3 separate regions of the Mus musculus genome follow, and all the other regions are linked to region 2. Evidence: chromatin contacts called from public promoter capture Hi-C data. All regions are on one chromosome and are shown on one strand. The core of a region is the stretch at or near the end of the contact, and the rest is flanking DNA. Distances in the headings are between cores, read along the strand shown. Region 1 holds the start of Cox16 (cytochrome c oxidase assembly protein 16). Region 2 holds the start of Dcaf5 (DDB1 and CUL4 associated factor 5). Region 3 overlaps Rad51b (RAD51 paralog B).

Region 1 (3,311 bases), core at 280-2,779, 1.0 Mb before region 2:
TTCTGTGTTTCTTGACTCATCCAGAGGCACACAAACAATGAAAAACAAGTGTTCATTCATTAAGTATAGGACTTCATGAAATTCGCAGGCAAAAAAAAAAAAAAAAAAAAAAACCTAGACTATATCATCTTGAGTGAGGTAATCCAGTCACAAAAGAACACACATGGTATACACTCACTGATAAGTGGATATTAGGAAAAAAAGCTTGGAATATTCATGATACAACTTATACAGACCATATGAAGCTCAAGAAGAAGGAAGACCAAAGTGTGATGCTTCAGTCCTACTTAGAAGAGGGAACAAAATAATCATGGGAGATAGAGGGTGGGAAGGTTGGGAGGAATAAAGGAAGGGGAGAAGAAAAAAAGGGGGGGCAGGGTCAGGTGGGAAGAAACAGGGGAGATGTACAGAGCCAGGATCAGGGAACTGAACAGAAAGGTGTGTTGCAATGGGAGATGAACAGGAGGTAGCCAACAGAAGGTCCCAGACACCAGGAAAGCAAGAGGTTCCCAGGACCCAATGGGGATGACATTAGCTGAAATACCCAACAAAGGGGAGGGAGAACCTGTAGAGACCATATCCAGAGGTTAGACATGACCCCCAGTTGAGGGATGGGGCCACCCACTTTTCTCAAAAATTTTAATCCAAAATTGCTCTTGTCTAAAGAAAATATAGGGACAAAGAGTGGAGTAGAGACTGAAGGAAAGGCCATCAGAGACTGCCCTACCTGGGGATCCATCCCATATGCAGCTACCAAACCTATTGTTGATCAATACCCATACAGCCATCACTATTGCCGATGCCAAGAAGTGCTTGTTGCAAGGAGCTTGATATAGCTGTCTCCTGAGAGGCTGTCAGAGCCTTACCTATACAGATGTGGATGCTCACATCCAACCATCGGACTGAGAACAGGGACCCCAATAGAGGAGTTGGGGAAGGACTTGAAGGAACTGAAGGGATTTGCAACCCCATAGGTAGAACAACCAATCAGATTCCCCAGAGCTCCCAGGGACTAAACCACCAACCAAAGAGTATGCGTGGAGGGACCTATGGCTCCAGGTGCATTTGTAGCAGAGGATGGCTTTATCTGGTATCCATTGGAGGAGAGGCCCTTGGTCCTCTGAAGGCCTGATGCTCCAGTGTAGGAGAATGCTAGGGCAGTGAGGTGGGAGTCGGTGGGGGAGCACCCTCAAAGAAGCAGAGAGTAAGGAGTAGGATAGAGGGTTTGCGGAGCAGAAACCGGGACGGGGGATAGCATTTGAATTGTAAATAAATAAAATAATAAAAAATTTTAAAAAGTTCAGTTACAACTGATGAGCCACGACTTAAAATGTGTTCATTAACCTGGTGCTACTTGTGCATTAGCTTAAAAACCAACCCCGCCCTTTATCTGAGTTTCTTGAGTCGCAGAAGTCAAGATCCAGAATATGCGAATTACAGATTTTCCAAATCGAAAAACCCAATTGCACCCGGCGTATCCTGAGGTCACGGAACCAGAGCTCAGAAGCCTCGACTTCCGGGGGAGGGAGGAAGCAGAAGTGCGTTAAGGCCAATCGTTTCCGTTTGCCTCGGGGAGGCTTATCAGGCGTGGACCTGGCACCCAAAGCCTGCGCTGAGTCTACAACTTCGCCTGAGACGTGTTGCGGGCCGCGCTGGGCTCGCTCTGGAAGCGGCTGACTAAGCAGGCCGCACCTTCTGCCATGATTGCGCCCGCTGTGTTGCGAGCTCTGCGTAAGAACAAGACTCTACGCTATGGAGTTCCCATGTTGGTGAGCGGCTGTGACGGGAGCAGGGGCTGCGAGTCCGGAAGGGGCGGGCCCTCTTTGGCTGAGTGGCGTATTGGTGCTGTCTTTCGGATACTGCTGACTAGGGGGTCTGTGGGAGCCACCGGAGCTTTGAGGTTTTTGTTTTTGTTTTTAAGTTCACGCTCAAAAGTGTACCTCGGGTCCCGCCATCCCCCACCCCCCGTTTCCTTTCCCTTCGTGAACGCGCGTGTTACTATCCCCGTTTTACAGTACCTTTCCTGGGTTAAATGTTGAGATTTTGCAAGAAGACTAATCAAATGTCTTCTTTAATAATTACATTCATTTGTAGTAATTATGTTCATAATTTGTTGTTTGATCATTGTTAAGTTAATTTGCTTTAGCATATTACGATATAAAAGAAAATAAACAAAAACTTTTAAAAATACAAGACATTTTTCTTGGTGTGGTTCTTGGCACGTGTGAAGTGCCTTTTGTATTTAAGCACTGCTAAAAGAAAGGTTGATTTTAGAAACGTAATATGTTTTTTTAAGTCGTCTTTGATGTGTCTGGATCTTGTTTTGATAATTAGGGAACTCTGCAATCTGCTTTAAGAGTTTTGGGGTAAGCGTTCGTTTTTATAAAATGACAGCAATTTACAAGGCATATATAAATTTTTTTATTTCTGCAAGTTCCTCTGCCGTTCAAAATCACGGATGTTGCTACTGACTTACCATTTATCACTATGGGAGTCAATTTGATTTTCTTTCAAAATTATAAAAGTCAAGATGTTATGGAAAGAAAAAAAAAATCTCAGGGCTAGGCTTTCTATGTAGACTTAGCACCCTGCCCTATTTTCGGGGCTACCCAGCAGGAAAGAGGCTCCTTTACAAATGGAAATTCCTTTCTTGGTCAGTTTTTAAATGGTCCTATCAGTCTTATGAAGGCACACTCTGGAACTCTGTCTAGAAAAAACTCTTAAGCCTAATTTATTTTACAGATGCCCTTCCAGAAGTTAAGCAAAGAGCACTTTCTATGCCCAATTTGAGAAATCCTCCTCTGAGTTCTGGGTTTCTCCTCTTCTGTTTTATAACGCGCGCGCGCGCACACACACACACACACACGCGCGCGCGCGCGCGCGCGTGCACACACACACACAGCTAGCTAGTCGTTCATTTCTGTTTGCTTTATGCACATACATGTGTGCAAAATAGCATTCTTTTTTATTTAAAATTACTATATAGATTTAATAGATAAGCACTGTGTTTACACCCTTTTCATCCCTACCTCTCCCCCGCCAACTTCTCCTGTGATTCCTTTCTCCCTTTCAGTTTTATGACTTTTAAAAATTAAAATTGTTACATGTTAATTATATATATGTGTGTATATATATAAAATTATATATTATATGTATGTATAAAAGCAGCCATTTTGATTTAGTCTTATGTATCCCAAATAGCATTTTTTTTAAAAGTAGCTAAGAATATTTTATATGTATAATTGTTAAATACAAATTTTTATTGTGGCTGCTGTTTACCTAGAAATCATGGTGGTTAATGAAGGGCCCTA
Region 2 (3,266 bases), core at 419-2,918:
GACCTTGAACTCCTGATTCTCCCACCTCCACTTCCCAAGTCCTTGGATTATATGTACAAACCACAGTGTGCACAGGATTTTTTTTTTAAGCATTACTCATTTTCTTTTTTTTTTTTTTTTTAAAGATTTATTTATTTATTTATTATATGTAAGTACACTGTAGCTGTCTTCAGACACACCAGAAGAGGGAGTCAGATCTTGTTACGGATGGTTGTGAGCCAACATGTGGTTGCTGGGATTTGAACTCAGGACCTTCGGAAGAACAGTCGGGTGCTCTTACCTGCTGAGCCATCTCACCAGCCCCTCATTTTCTTATTTAAGGGATAATATTCCATTTGAATTCTCATTTTTGGGTTTGGTGACCTTCTAATAAATTTAGAATGTTGTTATATGAACTTTTGAATTAACTACTTGCAAAAAAATAATTTTGCTTGACAGGTGAACCTCTTCCTCATTCCCCATCTTTATCTTAAGAATTTCTTTAGTTCATCTTTCACCTATGGTTGTATTTAACCACTCCTGTGCCATCTCTGGTCCTGAGATTGTAATTCGTGTTAAACTGAAAGGGCAAACCTGACACCTGCCTATTTCAGGTTAGTTAATTACCACTAATGATAGAGGATAGTTTCCTGGAAAAGCACTCCATTGAAAAGGGGACTTTCAACTTTACCTGGTAAAATTCCAGTGCACTTACCCAGTTTCCTCACTGAGGTCAACTCAACTGAGGACTCCTGCACTATTGAAAGGCAGCTACTTCTGGACTATACTGTGGCTGCTGGTTAACAGCTGTGCATCTCCAGGCCTCCATTCTCAAGACCTTTGGCCTCACCCCTACCAATGAAATAAGATACTGCTACGTTTCATAATGTTTCTTGTGGCTTGCAAATGCATCTGGAACCAATGGACAGAGGACCTTCTCAATTTGATTTTGGCAATTTTCTTCTCACTTTCTTTTGGGAGTGGGGGGTGGGGATTGTTAGTGCTAGAGATTGAACCCAGAACTTGAAGAATGCAAAAAGCATACGCTCTACTATATGGCTACTATATCAGCTCAATTCTCTTTTCACCTCTCCGCAACCCCCTAAACCCAAGTGTCCTATCAGCTTGAATAATTCTGCCTTTTTTTTTAAACCGATAGGCTGGGGGTGGTGGTGGGGGTGGTGGTGAGTGTCAATTAGAAAACTGAATTGGAGAATAGAAGGGTGTATCAACATTTTTGGAAAGGGCAGGTGCACCGATAAAACCCCACAGACAACCTCCTTCCAGACGTCCAGTCCAATCGTGGGTTCCCTCACTTGAACAGGGAACTGGGCGCCCCAGGAGGCAGCGAGCAGCGCTGGGCGAGCCGCTGTCCCTCCAGGGAAGGAGGGTGAGCCCGCAGGCCGGCTGCCACTCTGATTGTTACGCGTGTCCAACTTCAGAGTGCGGCGTGCCGGGGGTGCCCCGTCGCCGCCATCCTGAGCCAACCGTGGTTCGGCGCGGTCAGCGGCCGCTGCAAGCCGCCGCCCGCCATCTCCGGGCAGCCGTCCGCGGGGGAGGGGCAGCTGGCGCCCGCGTTCTCCGGCCCGGCGGCCGGCGGAAGAGCCCCGCACCGCGGAAGCGCGACCGCAGCTGGGGATCAGCTGCTGGAGGCGGCAGGGAGGCGGAGCCTAGGGGGGAAGGGGAGGGAGGGACGCGACCGTGAGGAAGCCGCGAACGCCGCCGACCGACCGTCTGCACACCTCGCTCCGTCTGCCATGGCTGGTTAAAGAAGCCTCCGGCTCGCTGCGCGCGGGGAGGGACGGGACGGGAGGGGAGCGGCGGCCCGGCGTGCGGCCGAGGGAGGGGCGGCGGCGCGAGCTGCAGCGGCGGTGGCGGCGGCGGTTCCAGCATGAAGAGGAGAGCTGGCCTGGGGGGCAGCATGAGGTCAGTGGTGGGCTTCTTGTCCCAGCGGGGCTTGCATGGGGACCCCCTGCTCACTCAGGACTTTCAGAGGAGACGCCTGCGGGGCTGCAGAAACCTCTACAAGAAGGACCTTCTCGGCCACTTCGGCTGTGTCAATGCCATTGAATTCTCCAACAATGGAGGCCAGTGGCTGGTCTCAGGTAAATCAACCCCCTTCCTTCCCCTCCCCGCGCCTCCCGCTCCCCTTCCAGCTGCCCCTTCCCCTTCCCCGCCACCCTCCTGCTGCCCTGCGTCCCCACCCCCGCCCTTCTCAACCCCTCTCCAGCGGTGGGAAGATTTGGTGTGAAATTAATACCATTGCAGGGGGAGGGAGGAAGGGAGGGGGGAGGGAAGGAAGAAGGGGAAGGAGAGGAGGATGTCTTCTATATATATAAAAAAAGACCTAAAATGGTTGACAGGTCTTTAATGTGCTTTATCCCAAGTGCAAAGTGGTCCCTCCAGATGCCTGCCCCACCAGTGTGGGTCGGGGAGGGGGACGAGGTTACGGTTTGACTAAGTTGGTTGGCAAACTCTTCCTCTGCGTAGTTTAAAAGGTGCGGGGGGCACTGGGGGGAGGGCTGGCCGGGGGGGGGGGGGAGACCAAGGCTCGCCAAAGGCCAGGCGAAGCTCGAGCCCCAGTCCTCGGTGTCATGGAGAAAAGGGGCCTCGGAGCCGGAGGCCGGCGGTGACAGAGCCGGACACCGTGGGGCCAGCGGGGTCGGGCGGGTGGTGACGGGTAGCAGAGAGGCGTCCCCTCCCCCTGGCTCTCTCAGGGCCCAATCCCATCTCCCAGCACGCAGTGGTAGCCTCTTCAGCGTCTTGTTTTTATTATGGTTCCGAGAGTGGCGAGGGCTCTAGCGACCTAGGGACACCAACCAGCCTGAACTTGGATGCGCTGTTCGGGAGGCAGGGCTTCAGGAGGACCCCCCGGGAGACCTACTGGCGGGAGGCGGGCTCCAGGACCCCCTTCACCCGCGCGGCTCCTGTTGCAGGGCTGCTCGCCTCCTCCCCCACCCGGTTCAGCTGGGCCTACTTGCCTCCAGGGTCTCCCCGCTGGGGTGGGGGAAAGTGGTGCAATCGAGGCCGGGGCTCCGGCCGGGCGGTGTAGGCCTTGCTCTCTCGGGGCTCCTAGCGACAGGCAGCTGAATCGATAGCCTATTGCTCCGGGGGGGGAGGCCGGACCCGAGCGGCGGCGGCGACGGTGGCAGCGGCGGCGCCTGCGTACGCCGCGGCAGGGTCGCTGGCTGCCCCCGCTCCTCCCCTGGGGTCGCGGCCCCGGGTGTGGGCGGGTGGGGCTGGGCTCTTGCCCGAGAAGGGGCGGCTCCCTGAAACCCGGCTGCGCT
Region 3 (3,214 bases), core at 375-2,874, 1.1 Mb after region 2:
AACATTTCTCTGAAAAATGAAAATTAAACAAATCACATAAATAAGAACATGTATCAGGGCTGGGGTGTAGCACAGTAGTAGAATGCTTTCCTGGCATGCACGAAAGCATAGATTTGTTCTCCAGAAACACACACACACACCAACGGTATATACCAATTTGAAAGCTAATCAGAAAACAGATACACCTCATTTGATGTTGCATATAAAGTATTTGGACTTTTACATATGTTATGAAGTCATTGTGTCTTTGGGAAGAAAAATATGAGTGTTTTTACTAAGACAAACTCTAGTCTCTTAATTTTTAACTTTGGCAAATACATACATGAAAATCAGATAGCCTAATAATTTTCTTTTGCATAACATTCCTCAATACCTTAAAGCTGACCCTTCTAAAGCCAGCATTCTTCCCAGCTGTCTTAAACTTCTAAAACTACACCAAAGAAACTTTAGCTTCTTTGGTTATTCAGGGAATACTGCCATTAATAATGTCAAATGAACAGGGAAAATAATTTTTAAACATATTTTAACTATCAATGGAGATAACAATATCACGGAGACTTTATAGCTGAGAGACTATTTAGTCCTCTGCCTGCTGTCTAACACCAGCAAAAGTATATCATGAACCTTCATAAAAATCAAGATTCAGAGGTGCTACTGGTTAATTATAGGTGTCTATAAATAAATCAGATAATGAATTTAAAAGTGATTAAGACTATTATTACTAGCTAGGACATGCATAGGGCATGCAAACTATCTTAGATGCCTAACTATTCTTTTTATTCTAGATAGAGAAATGGACAGTAGACTTCTTAAAGGTGGACGGATGCACTATTGGGGCAATATTATCCTATACCCTAAATTCATTCAAATTGAGCCCAGTTCTACACAGCTTTAAAAAGCTTGGCTCCAATAAATTAAATGGATCTCAAACCACACAGCCACTTAACAGATGGAGAAACTGAGGCAAAGCAGAGTGATGAGATTCACCCATGGCAATGTGTTAAGATGCCATTGTAGTTAGAAAATAAATAGCCCAGTCTTTCCTCTGAGACAGAATGATGCAGTCACATGACACTCAGCAATCACGAGACTTCCCCAGAAGCAATCTGGAAAATAACAAGAACCAGGTGTCTCGAGACTCAGTTCAAACTGGAGCACAGCCCATGCAGCTCGATGCCTCCTAGCCACTCTGCCACGCTATTATCTTTAACAGTAATGTAGTGAAGCAGTAAGCTTCTAGTCAGCTTATGTCTGCAAACAGATACAAAGATGCAGAGCAAGCCCCTGGTTATCCTCTCCAGCTGCCTTCCTGCCTACTTAACTGATGGCTTCCTAAAGTTAAAGAGGGAAAAAAATATCAAAACAATAACTTTATTTTTTACCCACACAGTCATATTCTATGAAAAATACTACTAAACCTACAATCAGAAAGAAAAATTCTGTTGGCATAAGAAATATAACTTAAGCTGCAAACTAGTCAGACACAGTTACAGTTTAAGTTCACATGAATAAGAAAAACAAACAAAAATCCTTCAGACAACATCAGTTCAAAGTGTCTTGCAGCCACTGAGCCTGATCTGAAACATTGCAGAGAGAATGTAACACTCCTGTATCATAAACATGGCCTCCCCATCTCAGAGCGGGTTATACTTACAAGTTTCAGATGTGTTTATAAATACTTGATTGTGGGACATACAGTTTTGAATTGCAATGTTTAATAGTTTTATATGGTAACAGAATAGACCCCAGATGCAGAAAATACACAGCAAAAGCTATGGGACTTCAGGCAATCAAGTGTCACTTTTGTTCCCCATGACGACACCAAACATTGAAAGACTCCCTACACTAAATGGATGAGAACAATTTGGAAAGAAGAAAATGAAAGAAGAGAAAGAGGAATTCCTTTAAACTTCTGCCTCCAAGAAATACCTATTTTACGTGCAACTGTTTTTCCTTGATGAGAAAATATACTGGTTACTTTTCATTAACAAAATCAGTCTTTTTCATGTTTTTATAACAACAAGTAGCCAATCACAAACACTGAAGATGGAATTTAGAAAGAGGATCTGGCAAGATTTCTAACACAAAATACATTATACTGAGCAAAGAGAAAATTTTACGTGACATGCCTTCCTATTCAGCCGGTATCTAAACGACAGAACCCATGAAGGATATTCTATAAAAAAAATAATAATAAACATACAGAAACAAAGTTATCAAAGGCCAAAAGGCAGCAGCTAATTAATGTCCATAAAAGCAGCAAAGGAGTGGGGCTATTACAGCTGGAAAGAACTACACACAGCATAGATTGGCTGCTGCAGTGGCCTGAGACCTCAGCCTTTATACAGGGTTCCACGAGTGTTCTACCTGACAGAATACACTTGGCCCCCAAGAAGTAAAAATGTAAGTGAGCTACTCTGAGTACCCTTGCTTTCAAGAATGATCTTAATTTAACAGCCATCTGTCACTCCCGTTCAATTGCATCTTTATTGAGGAGTAGAACACAAAGTGATGGTCATTATCACTTCACAAAGCATACTTGGGTCAGTTAAGAAAAATAATCTTCTACCAGCTCCAAGTTAAACAAGGGGCACTTACAATTACAATCACTAAGAAAGTAATGACCTGGCCACCAACTCTGTTCTGCTACCTTAAGGTACCTCTAAAGAGTCTGACACTCAAAAGCATAGTAAGTGCAAACCTTTTTTACAGGTGCTCTCTCACCTATACTCCTTAGCTATATATAATAAAAACAAACTAGCAGTCTGATTTAGGAAGGCCAAGAGTTTACTGGAAATAATATGACGATTATCAAATAACTTGACAGGCTTGCTTGGAACATTCAATGATCATTACTAATACTCTTCAAGAAAGGGCGGCAAATGATCGGCACAGGTTTCATCAATTCCATTATTGATGTTCACAATTAGTCACAACCTAAATCAACAACAAAAAGCTTCAGCTTGGTAAACTGTATTATTCTCTGAAAGTATTCCAATAGCTTCAGTGAATCCCAGAGCTGTGAAAGATTACAAAAGTCCTCTTCTTTTAGAGATTTCAAGTTTACTTCTTGAACTAATTTGGGAATTCTTGTGCTAAGAAACAGTTGAGGAGGGAGAACTCAGGGCATACAGAAAGGGGGAAAGCAGATGTAGACATGCCATCCAAGTCCCAGGATGCTTAATTTTCGGCATCAGCAGTAATTGAGGAGTGG

What was found. Promoter capture Hi-C pulls out the DNA fragments that hold promoters and counts their contacts.
Region 1: a contact with region 2 is called in a promoter capture Hi-C map of liver, with 2.8 times the contacts expected there. The contact joins the promoter of Cox16 here to the promoter of Dcaf5 in region 2. A contact is called at or near these places in 4 of 39 promoter capture datasets (the HPC-7 cell line, cranial neural crest, liver and 1 more).
Region 3: a contact with region 2 is called in a promoter capture Hi-C map of cranial neural crest. The contact joins the enhancer-like site here to the promoter of Dcaf5 in region 2. A contact is called at or near these places in 3 of 39 promoter capture datasets (cranial neural crest, hippocampal neurons and pre-B cells) and 3 of 115 datasets of contacts at active chromatin or transcription factors (large pre-B cells, pancreatic cancer cells and stem cell-derived neural progenitor cells).

The regions. Positions count from the first base shown.
Region 1 is chr12:81,483,355-81,486,665 of GRCm38.p6, reverse strand. It overlaps Cox16 (cytochrome c oxidase assembly protein 16), which reads left to right and starts at 1,529. Exons shown (of 4, transcript NM_001309809.2): 1 at 1,529-1,769. The coding sequence starts at 1,701. All of the region lies in intron 3 of Gm20498 (predicted gene 20498), which reads left to right.
Region 2 is chr12:80,435,003-80,438,268 of GRCm38.p6, reverse strand. It overlaps Dcaf5 (DDB1 and CUL4 associated factor 5), which reads left to right and starts at 1,668. Exons shown (of 9, transcript NM_177267.5): 1 at 1,668-2,084. The coding sequence starts at 1,871.
Region 3 is chr12:79,375,976-79,379,189 of GRCm38.p6, reverse strand. All of the region lies in intron 7 of Rad51b (RAD51 paralog B), which reads right to left. Among named protein-coding and RNA genes, the nearest start is that of Rad51b, 80 kb to the right of the region's middle. Within about 2 kb of position 1,624, at least 15 of the 459 cell types and tissues checked have an H3K27ac peak or open chromatin away from gene starts, as enhancers often do.